Regions from separate parts of the Mus musculus genome. Here region 1 is linked to region 2. A link is a contact called in public Micro-C data. All regions are on one chromosome and are shown on one strand. The core of a region is the stretch at or near the end of the contact, and the rest is flanking DNA. Distances in the headings are between cores, read along the strand shown. Region 1 has its middle 70 kb from the start of Ext1. Region 2 overlaps Ext1 (exostosin glycosyltransferase 1).

Region 1 (6,044 bases), core at 2,966-5,465, 270 kb before region 2:
TCAAAGTCCTGTTCAAGTCAACTCCTCTCAACTTTGACATCTGTCCCTGCATTAAATACATTTCTCGTGTGACTCTAGAAGGCTAGAAAAGCACTAGTTTGATGTAAGTTAATGATTCCTTGTCTGTGAACCTCTTCAAATTTAACAAAGCATATGATTTTTCCCCTTGGCACTCCAGTGAATTTTCTTGCTCCCATCTCTTGCTTGTTTTTCTGCTCCAGCTGGAATGACTTCCTCTCGCAGCCTCGGTGAACCAAAAATCACACTAAGCTTCAGAGCTGATTTGGCAAAGCATCTTGTTCATTCATTCAGTCATGTCAGACAGGGGCAACAAAGAATAGATGACCAGTGACTTTTTTCCTCTTTCTTTCCATCAGGAAATTCTGCCACTCCACTCAACCTTACAGCAAATTAAATTTGCATCTCTTCCCTTGGTAGTTTTCCATAGTTTCTATACAAACTTCCCTTCTTGTATGTGGTAACTTTTTCTTTTTCTTTTCTTTTTCTTTTTTCTTTTTGTTACAGAGAATGTCTACCATGGTACCTTCCCAAATAATAAGACTCCTATAGCAATTATTAAGTTAAGTTACACACTCAAAATCTAGATATTATAGAGAATATCTGACTTGGCACATATTGTAGTGTTTGTTTGGAGTTCACTTTCATTCATTTAAAAATACTGATTACAGAGACTTCTCAAACTGAGAGCAGAGCCAATTCCTCAGGACTGGAAGGTGAGATCAGGTTCTTTCCTGTCTACATGATGAGTTTGAAGTATGCTGGGACTATGTGAGACCCAGTTTTAGAATGACAAGAAGATAGAAAGGAAAAAGGTTTTCTTAGGTTACTATCCATGGCAAACATTCAAAAGAGCCAGTGTTGTAGCCCATGGAGACTTCGTACCCAGTATTTCTGCAACCAGCCTCTGAGACAGCAAAGGAATGTCAACTCTGACCTTCCACCCACAGAAAACAGCATTAACATCTTAAAGGAAGTGGGTTGAAAGAGGTTTGGATCCAAGCAATGATATTAGACCAAATTTCACACTGATATAATCTGATGTTATCTTGGACCTCAGACGTTTTGTTCTGTGTTGGCGTGAGTGATTATATGTTATTATTATTGCCATGTGAAGTGACTCTGCAATGAAAGAGGCTGCTGTCAATGGGTCTCTTTTTATGGTCACTGAGCTGCCAAGCAACCCTGCTTGAGCTGGGATAATGGACATCGTGGATTCCATGGTTAATTCTAAACAAGTCTGATGCCGTTTTACAATTTCCTTTGCCTTCAACTAAAATAAGATAGTGACTTTGGAACTATTCCTTTCATAAGACTAAAAATAAATTATGTATGAACACTACTTATTATGGAAGAAAAAGATATAATACAGAAAAAAAAAACAATTGATATTGGACAGAAATCTTGGGTTTACTTTATGAATGGAATACTGAATTTTACTGAGCTAGATAGATTAATTAAAAAGTAAGATGAGAAAGGGAACCTAAAGCGAAAAACAAGTTTCCAGGTTGCTTTTCTTTTTTCAACTCTGTGTGCATGGGCATCATTGACCTGGACATATGCTCTTTAATCCTTTTTTTTCCTGAAAACTAAACAGACTAGAAATGTTGTAGACAATCAAGTCTCTGCCAAAGTCTGCTTTCTTTTGCTGTGCTCCACCCAGTACCATACAGCCGTACCCTGAGCCTCTTGTGACAGAAGCACCTACCATTCCCTTCTCTGTCCACCTTGGGATGCAGGAGCGAACATCCTTCTGGCACACAGATTAGATCAGTGAGTAGTGATTGGGAGCCTACAATATGCTAGCCACCGAGGTAGGTTTTACAAGGAATATAATATTATCACTGCTTTTAAGCCTCCCACAGTTAAGTAGCACTATAAAAGCAAAGCAAAACAAAACTTTAAGATACACTATTACAGACTACTGGATCACCCATAAAGCAAATACCGCATTCATCCACAGTATTATCCAATGATAAAGGACTGTGTGTTCTAAGAACTCAATTGTAGTTTTAATTTAGTTGAGTTCTTCCTAGGTTTGCCAAAATGCAACAGAATATTCTATCCCGAACTTAATTTTAAAAATGAAAAAAATTAAAGAGCTGCTAAACCCATACCTTATAATAGGCTAGATACATTGAACAGAAACAAATATATAAATAAATATGTGTGTATTCATTATACAAGTGTACACAGTATTAAAGTTAATAACCAATATACATATCTAAGTAAAATGTAATTATAGTATGTACTGTCCTGCTGATGGGTGTTACTCAAGAAAGTGTCAACATTTTGTAGGTGAGTTCTTATATGATCAGTACCTTTGATTCCAAAATTGGTACCTCCCTATGTGGTTTTGAGCAAAGGCTGGCCTACTAGTGTAGAAAGTTGACATTCTTTCTCTCACTATTCTCAAGGTGCAGGTTTCATAATGGCAATTCTTCAGCTCCCGATTTGATAGTGCGCAAGTGTTTGCAGCTCTGGGCTACAGACACTTATTCTCTCCTGGTGCCCTTTCTGGATTGTGGCCTGATACAGCCATCAATTCTTTGTTTACACCAATGTGTGATAGTGTGAGGGTTTTTATAACCTTGACCTTGGAAAAGGAAAGATCAGCACTAGGCCCAATGCACCCTGCAAAGGTTTCTGCTTTGTGAAAACAGCTCTCACTTCCTCCTGGGGTTTCTGCTAGCAATCAGCGCATACCTGTTTATGTGACACTGGCATTATCATAAGAATGTGAACAAAGTGCCTGGGGAACACAGAGCAGAGCATGACTAATACTGAGATAACAATGATGCTTGATGATAATGATTAGAAATGCCCCTTCTCTATTATGGATAGCCTTTGACTTTTGCTTAAGCAAAATGTAACTTGGTTTTTTTTTTGTTTTGTTTTGTTTTTTTTTCTAAAGAGAATGGCTTGAGTGTAGGAGATGCTCTAGAGATGTGAACAACAGAGGCACAGAGGCCAGGTAGGATGCCAGCAACAATCCTGATAAAAGTCAAGGAAGACCTCAGTGGAAAAGGCAATCGAGAAAATGAGAGAGAAAGACATTTTGAATGTAGATTAAAGAGATTTAAAACAAATTGGATGAGAGGATGACGGAAGCATAGGAACCAAGAGTAAAGTTCAAGTTTCTAAATTAGACAACTGGATAGCTTATGAAACCATTAGTTCCCGTTAAAAAATATAGGAAGGGAGGGGTTGGGAGATGGCTTACTGGGTAAAGTTCTTACTGTGCCAGAGGAAGAGCTGATGTATATGTCTATAACTCCAGCCAGGAAGAGACAGAGACAGGTGGATCCTAGGAACTTCCTGGGCACCCAGTCTAATCGAAATAACAAGCCCCAGGCTTAAGGAAAAATCTTGTCTCAAAAAATAACATACAGTGGTAGAGGAACACACCTGATATCCACCACATGAGCACAAGTGGGTACATGCACCCCCCACATACATGTGCACACCAAACATATTCATACAAATACACACACACACACACACACACACACACACACACACACATGAAACTGAGGCATTTTTCCTTTGGGAATATAGGGAGGAAAGGGAAGAGTGGAGATACTACTCTTGCCTAGAGGAATTCGTAACCTATGGTTTGGTGTATGGTCAACACTCTTGGAAAGCAGTAATAAGGAACAAGTTGAGGTCTACAGCCAACTAAAGAAACCCAGCTTCCTCGAGTCATGCAAGCAAGCTTATTCTCAGAGCCACTGATAATTCTAGGCTAAGCCATTACGGGGAGTTAACAGGATAATTGCTATTTCTTTCCAAATCTCCCTGGAGATGGTTTCAAGGATTGACTTCTTTCTATAGCTACACTCTTTGTAGTGAGTCTGTGCACAAGTTTTCATAAAAGAAGAATATATTTGTTTTTCTCTTGACTTTGAGTTTGACTAATAAGGTATCGGTAAATGTGATTCCAACCGGGACCTGGAAGATGACTGTGCAGTAGGCCTCACCCTTCTAGATTTCACTCCCCACTATACAAATTAGAACTACTCTGAGATTCCATCTTAGCCCAGTCATAGTGGCTAAGAACTACAGTAACAACAGCTATAATCGTTGACAACAAATTCTAGCATTTATATGGGCAAAGGAAAATACTCATTCATTGTTAGTGGAAGTGAAACTCAGTAGTCAGTATGAAACCAGTCTGGAGCTTCCTCAAAAACAACTAGAAATGAATGTTCCACATGATCCAGCTCTGCCACCTCTTGTCATCGTTACAAAGGACTCTCTATCCTACTACAGAGACACTTGCTTATCCATTTTAACATATCCATGCCCACAATAGGCAGAAAATGAAAACTACATAGATGTTGGTCAATTGATAATGACACCATGGTATATTTACAAAATAAAGTATCATTTTGCTATAAAGAAAAAAGGAAAAGTTAAAGTTCTTAGGTAAATGGTAGAGCAAGAAACCACCATTCTGAGTGAGATAACTGAAACCCAGAAAGATGAAGGCCACATGTCCTCTCTTCTATGTGCATTCTAGCTTTGAATCTTTGGATGTGGGTGTTGAAATTGGAATACTCATAGAAGCAAGGAAACTGGGAAGGGGCTGTGGAGGTTTTAAGAGAAGGAGGGTGAAACACAGATGGTGTGAGGGAGAACGGAGAAATTAATGGAAAGGGAAGGGTTAAATGCGATTGGGGATGAGAGGGCAGAGAACTTAGTATGAGGAAGGTACTGAAGACCAATGAAGAGGCCATATTGAACCTACTACCATAGAAGCTTCCTAAAGTACGTTCAAACACAGATACAATGAAGTTTTAATTTTTTAATAAATTAATTAATTTTTTTACACTCCAGATTTTATTCCCCCCCACCATCCACCCTCTGACTAGTTCACATCCCATACCTCCTCCAAACCCCCCATCTCCACATGGATGTCCCCACCCCCCACCCCACCTGACCTCCAATCTCCCTGGAGCCGCTAGTCCCTTGAGGGTTAGGTGCATCATCTCTGAATGAACATAGAACCAGCAGTCCTCTGCTGTATGTGTATTGAGGGCCTCATAGCAAATGGTGTGTGCAGCCTGGTTGGTAGTCCAGTGTTTAAGAGATCTCAGAGATCCAGATTAATTGAGACTGCTGATCCTCCTACAGGGTCACCCTTCTCCTCAGCTTCTTTCTGCCTTTCCCTAAATCAACAACAGGGGTCAGCTGCTTCTGTCCATCGGCTGGGTGCAAATATCTGTGTCTGGCACTTTCAGCTGCTTGTTGGGTCTTCTGGAGTGAGGTCATTCTAGGTCCCTTTTTGTGAGCGCTCCATAGCCTTGGGACCTCCCCTTGAACTGGTTCCCACTTTGGACCTTCTTTTCCTCAGGTTCCTCTACATTTCCATCCCTGTAATTCCTTCAGACAGGAACAATTGTGAGTCAGAGTTGTGACTATGGGATGCCCTTTCTTCCTGCTGGAGGTGTGCTCTGTAAATTCCCTCTCCCTACTGTTGGGAATTTCCTCCCAGGTCTCCGGTGCATTCTGGAGGGTCCCCTCCACCCCCTACCTCTGGAGGTTGCCAGTTTCCATTCTTTCTGCTGGTCCTCAGGACTTCATTCCTTTTCCCTCACCCAGTACCAGATCAGGTTCCTCTCCCCCCCCAACACACACTTTCCCCCGCCCCTGTCCACTTTCCTTCCTAGGTCCCTCCCTCCCCACTTGTGATTGCTTTCTTTTTCCACCCAAATGGGACTGAGGTGTCCTCACTTGGGCACTTCATCTTGTTGACTTTTTTGAGTTCTGTGGACTTTATCTTGGGTATTCTGTATTTATTTTTTGGCTAATATTTACTTATTAGTGAGTACATACCATGCATGTCTTTTGGGGTCCGAGTTACCTCACTCAGGATGATATTTTCTAGCTCCATCCATTTGCCTGCAAACTCAGGATGTCCTCATTTCTAATAGCTGAGTAGTATTCCACTGTGTAAATGAACTACATTTTCTGTATCCATTCTTCTGTCATGGGACATCTGTCTGGGTTGTTTCCATCCTCTG
Region 2 (5,964 bases), core at 2,789-5,288:
CTGGTGCAGAGGCCATGGAGGGATGCTGCTTTCTCCTTGTGACTTCCCATTGCTTGCTCACCCCACTTTCTTACACCATCCAGGACAATGTATAGGGCCTGGGGGTTGCACCACCTCCAGTGAGGTAGACCTTCTTTTCTTCATTAATCATCAGTCCAGAAAAATGCACCACAGGCTTGCACAGAGGCCAATATGGTAGAGGTATTTTCTCGACTGACAGTACTTCCTTCCAGATGATCCAGTCTGGGTCAATGTGACATGAAACTAGCTAGTCCCAATATCCTATAGTACTATGTTTTAAGTCTGCTTTTTTTTTTTTTTTGGATCCTTGGCATTGTATGGGCCTGGACCTTCCTTTGTTCTTAGACAACAAACTGTGCAAAGTGTAGTATATCAGTTCTGTTAGACATAGAGAACCTAAATTCCTGACTGCCACTACTAAGGAACTGATCGAGTAGCCTGTCTGAAGAGGAAATTAATTGACCTCTTGGGCTCCTCTCAGGTTCAATGTCAGGCTTGGTCCCTGTTCTCCCTAGCATCCAATCAACGTACCTACCTGTTTGCCACTAAAGCTAAATAACAAATTTAGCTTGCTTGAATTGCCCTGGTTACCATGTTCTTACTAAGCTGGCACACTGAACATGCTGTATCATGGTAGAAATTTTTTGCAAGGCTTATCTCTACATGGCTTTTAGTAGAGTTTCTCATCAGAATAAGATTTGGGCAAACATATTCACCTCAGTTGTTCTTTGATTTCTGGAAGGAAAACATGCATATGTTGCTATGCCACTTGGGATGGGAGGTGAGTGTGGGTTTTTAAAAATTTTTCATTTATTTATTTATTTATTTATTTATTTTAATTTATTTTTCAAGACAGGGTTTCTCTTATAACCCTGGCTGTCCTGGAACTCACTCTGTATACAAGGCTGGCTTCAAACTCAGAAATCCGCCTGCTTCTGCCTCCCAAGTGCTGGGATTAAAGGCGTGCATGCGACACCACGCCTGGCCTAGGTGTGGGGTTTTTTTTTTTTTGTTGTTGTTGTTTCCATTCAGTTTTCCAGAGTTATCTTCAACCACAAAGTCACTGCCAGCCTTTGGGAGGTGGAAGACACACTGTCCAATTGACATTTTCTGTTTCTGTTTCAAGATAAACAGTGACCTGGGCTTGTAGAGACTGGCTGGCTTGGATGTGTTTGCAGTTCCCCAGTCGAGTCTTCATAGCAGTATGAGTTGCTTTGTGATGGATAACCAATCATTGCCTTACAACTGGCTTCAGTTCTGAAACCGCATGTATTTGGAACTCTGAGACTCAAGTAGCCTGACTTATATGTCACTATGACAGAGTCAACACGCATGACCTTTTCTGTGAGGCTGTGATGCAATAGCTTTTAAATGGGTGGTAAGTGCTGGCCGGCCCTACTTTCAAAACCGAGAGTCATTCATGAATTCATTCATTCCCCTACTACATAGGGAGCCACGGTATAAACTAGGCAGTGCTCCAGAGTGGGAGATGGAGCAATGAACTGCATCCTGAGTCACAAGCTTTATTTCTTTGAAGTGCCAGATAACATTTTACACCCTGTAGGCTTTAGTGTACCTAATGTAGCTATTGCACTCAGCTGGGGTTTGCACAAAAGCAGATAGAACAACAATAAAGGGAAGGTTGCTGAATTCCAATGGAAGTTGATTTATAAAAGCAGGTAGCCCATGGAGCACAGGTTACCACCCCTGCATCAGAGCACGGCCTGCTCTGGCTGAGTGAACATTGTCATCATCTACACGGAATTGTCACCAGGTATTTATGTTTCTTATGAGAATATGTGCTCCTAAACAACACCTCATTCAAAATAAGAATCAGTCAGTGCAGTTGAAAGCTTAGGTTCTTCAAAGGGAAGAATCATAAGTGGGGGCTGGGACGATAGCCCACTGGGTAAAGTGCTTGCCTTGCAAGCGTAAGCATCTGAGTTTGATCCCCAGAACCCACAAAACATAAAACTTACTGTAGTGGCGTGCACTCTTGCAAAACCAGAGCCAAAGAAGAGACAGGGGGTTGTCTGGGGCTGGCTGCCCATCAAGCCGGGCCCACTTGGTGAGCTCCAGGCCAGTGAGATACTTAACTTCACAAACAAGGGGAAGGGCCTACTGAGTCATAACTGCCAACGCTGACCTCTGGCCTCCAAATGCACGCACACACACAAACACAGACATTCTACTACGTCTATACAGAAACATACATGCACGGCAGTAAAGTCAACAAAAAGTTGACATCAATATATCATGAACGCGTATTCTGATATATTTTAAAACTTGTGCCTGGGTCATTGTTTACTAATTGTGGGCTGTATTTTCTAGGTCTTAAACATTCACAGGAAAGCTCCTATAGCTCTAGCTTTTGATGAATTGACCATACCTTTCGAGCCATGAAGGCAATATGAAAAGCTGTCACTAACTAGAACACTCTGTCCCTTCATCTACAAGCTCCATCAATAATTTAAAGGAACAACTTATTCATGAATTCCGTCAGGTCAGCATATTAGTCATGGATCTGCCTTTGGCGAGCCAGCGAGGTGGCCATTCATTGCTCTGATGGCTTTGGCATGTTGATTTGGGGCAAATGAAGCTGATGTGGTATGCACTAGTCTAGGTACAGGTTGTCACTTAAAAGCCTCGTTAGGTGAATGGCTGGATGCCTCCGGAGAGGCGTTCTTACTAGTACAGTATTGCTAGTTGTTTGCATTATAGTAGTTATCAAAAGTTCCTGGCCAGTGAGGGGATTCATTTCTGATTCTGTTTAAAATACCTCAGGAACCAATTCTGTGCTTACAAAGTTCCCCTAACATTTTGTTTGTAAACTAATGTGAGTTTCCAAATATGTAGAAGTCTGGAAAGAATTATCTGATGGACATCGGTAGGGCTTAGGGATTTTGAATCCTAAGCAGGTGGGTAGCTGTTTCAAAGTAATAAGAGAATATCACCTCTGGCCTTTTTAGGAGTATGAGTCTTTAGGAGTGGCCAGAAACTAAACCAGATCAGTTATCTATTGGGTCTCCTTCCCTCTATGCACCCCTCCACTTACTTCTCTTGTCTTCCATTTCCTTTGAGATGTAATCTCAGTATATTACCCAGGCTGATACAACTGTCTTCTGCTCCTAAGCTCAGTTTGCCTCCGTTTCCTGAGTATTTAGGATTATAAGTGTGTATCACCACAGCAGACTCTTATTTTTTGGGAAAACCCCATAAATATTGCACCACGCTGTTGCCCTTGTTCTTCCTTACTTCCAGGAAGTAGAGAAAGAGAAAGAGAAAGAGAAGCAGTGAGGAGAAGGGAAGGAACTCTTTCAGGGGTCTGTAGGATCACTTAGCGAGTCATGATTCCTGCTCTCAAGCCCAGGAAGCTGAGTTCTATCTGTAGCATCCACATCTGTAGCATCCACATCTGTAACATCCACATCTGTAGCATCCACATGGTGGAAGGAGAGAAGTAACTGGTTCAGGTTGTCCTCTGCCCTCTAACACACACACTGTAGTACACACACGCACTCCCACCTACATACACACATAGTAATAAATGAAATATAATTTAAAAAAAACTGTCTCAAAAGGCTGAAGTTGACCCCAAACATCCTGTGTAGCTGGGACTGGCCTTCAATTCCTGATTCTTCTTTTGTCTCCAGCCCCTTAGTGCTAAGTAAGATTAAGGGAATGGGCCACCATGTCTGGCTTTCAACTTTTTTTTTTTTTTTTAAGAGTCACTCTGCTGTCGACTAGTTTTCCTTACTGTTGCAGGCTCACCCTGGCCTCCCTTTACAGGAAGCAAAATCATCACCAGTAATTGCTGCAAGAGGGTTTAGACAGGACTGGTGTTTCCCACATGTTGCTAAGAAACAGAGCCCTCAGATGCCCTTTAGAACTGCGGAGGTCTGTCTTTCTAGTGGTCTAATTCTGCTTACTTACTTCGTAGCAAAGCTTCCAGTGTCTTTTGTTCTCTCCGACTACTTCCTCCCACTAGCCAACCCCAAGTACCATACGGATGTCAGGAAGCCTGTGCTGGCCAGAGCAGGAGACAGGCCCTTCCTTCCACGATGCAGGCTCTCTAGCTGCTGAACTTCTGGAAAGAATGATTGAGGGTTGGAAGAAACCGTTTGACATCCAACCGCAAAGGGAAAAATTAGTCCTGTGACCCTCTCTGGTTCTGTTTCATTCTGCATCCTGCGTACTTTATGAGGAACAACAGCCATGGGAACGGGAGTTATATTTCTCTTTAGAAGATTCGGTCACAATTTAATGGTGATCACAAGTCTGGAGGAAAGACAGGGTTGGAAGTCCTAACTGTACTTTCTTTTAGCTGCTGTCTAAGTTCTGAAAAATGCTACAGCCATTCATCCGCCGTGTTTAATTTCCCATCCCCCAACTCAGGACAGAACATATTCTTACACTGTTGACTTCTGCTGTTTTCCTGCTCTAGCCTATGCTCGGTGAGATGAAGCCAACTGCCCCACTTTGTAAGAAAGTCTTGAAGAAGCATTACGCTCCATTCTCCTTGCTGTTCCCTCTGCCATGAAAGCAATTATATTCTAGAGGCAAGGAAGGTATTGTGTTGCCTGGGTCCCATGGAAAGCATGCAGACTATAGCACTCAATATAACTCTATGACTGTGAGATAGTGGCTCATTTGTTACTGCAGCTTACGTTAACCCAAACGGACTAGCATACCATGTGCATCACACTGCCATGCTAATATTTCTCAGGTTTAGCACTAGAATCATTAAATGGTGTAAAACACCATTCCCTGCCGAGTTTGTCCGCAGATTGGTATTTAGAAAACAGTTTTCCAAAAGGAGGGTTGATTGTGTTCTAGTACTATCCTGAAGGTGAAGACTTACTAGACGCCTGTATCTTAATAAATGCATCGAATCCTGCAGGAAACCAACATTGTTGTATTCTGTGACCTGAACCTCGCCTTTGGCGTAACCCACCAAGCCCTCCCACTCATTGGCTCAGTTCCTCTGTATTGTCATAGTTAGGCCGGTTTTAAGAAGCAGTACTAAAGAACTTCCCACTGAGACATTTCAACACAGAGAGGCTTTCTGATCTCTTTAAAATAAAATGGTTAAAAAAGGTCCCGTGGGAAGAGTTTTCCTCCTTAAGCAGACTCCTGTGGAAGTGTTTACATTTGGATTGGGGGTCTAATTATTGTTTTTCCCACCACAGATCTACCATAGTTGCATCATAGTGCAAGGGTCAGTTTTGTGGGTCACACCCACCAGTGCTCACTGGGCTCATGACCGTCACTCACTTCCCTTCCCATCGCTGGGGCTTTTCCTGGGTAGTGCTCTAACTTCTTAGCCGTCCCTACATCTGTTTCATCATTCATGGTGTGACCTTCCTTTGGGAGGCCAACAAAATCTTAGCAAGTCCAGCAACCCTGGCCTCGGGTTACTGAAGTCATGTAGGACAGAGGTGAGCCCACAAAGGGAAAGTCTTGAGCAAATGCAACAACAAAAGCTATAATTAAAATCTAAGGTCTCCGAGACACTTAGTCATTAGAGCTGGAATGCCCAAGTATTGTAACATGTTCCAGCATCATGGTTAGTTCTGTGTCCAAACCAGTGACTACTTTTAGAAACATCCGCTCCAGATGACCATATAGTTTTTCTGTTTTTCTGTTGTCCTCTTTCCCAAAGACAGGGAGATCCAATGTCTATGAATGCTTGTGGCGTCTGTATGTAAATTTGGTTGTTAACTTCTTTTTTTGTCATGATTTTAGCACCTTAGAAGGATACCTATGACATTGCTCAGCAAGTTTTTGTGCAATGAAGAATGGATGGCAAACAGAAAAAAAAAAGTTACTGTTTAATTTTGCATCAGCCTTTAATACTTTACTGTTAGCGTTGTGTCTTATTAGGAAAAGGACGAAGAGAAAGCCCAAGTTATGATCTTTTACAATGAGATGCACTACATCGCT

The links. A called contact is a pair of places that touch in the nucleus more often than the background predicts.
Region 1: a contact with region 2 is called in a Micro-C map of macrophages, with 5 times the contacts expected there. The contact joins two enhancer-like sites. A contact is called at or near these places in 3 of 484 Hi-C or Micro-C datasets (macrophages, nephron progenitors and peritoneal macrophages) and 1 of 115 datasets of contacts at active chromatin or transcription factors (bone marrow-derived dendritic cells).

What each region holds. Positions count from the first base shown.
Region 1 is chr15:53,413,147-53,419,190 of GRCm38.p6, reverse strand. It overlaps a transcript of Samd12 not described here. Among named protein-coding and RNA genes, the nearest start is that of Ext1, 70 kb to the right of the region's middle. Within about 2 kb of position 4,215, at least 34 of the 459 cell types and tissues checked have an H3K27ac peak or open chromatin away from gene starts, as enhancers often do. A contact at or near this core is called in bone marrow-derived dendritic cells, macrophages and peritoneal macrophages, where this site is marked.
Region 2 is chr15:53,138,490-53,144,453 of GRCm38.p6, reverse strand. All of the region lies in intron 1 of Ext1 (exostosin glycosyltransferase 1), which reads left to right. Among named protein-coding and RNA genes, the nearest start is that of Ext1, 200 kb to the left of the region's middle. Within about 2 kb of position 4,038, at least 117 of the 459 cell types and tissues checked have an H3K27ac peak or open chromatin away from gene starts, as enhancers often do. A contact at or near this core is called in bone marrow-derived dendritic cells, macrophages and peritoneal macrophages, where this site is marked.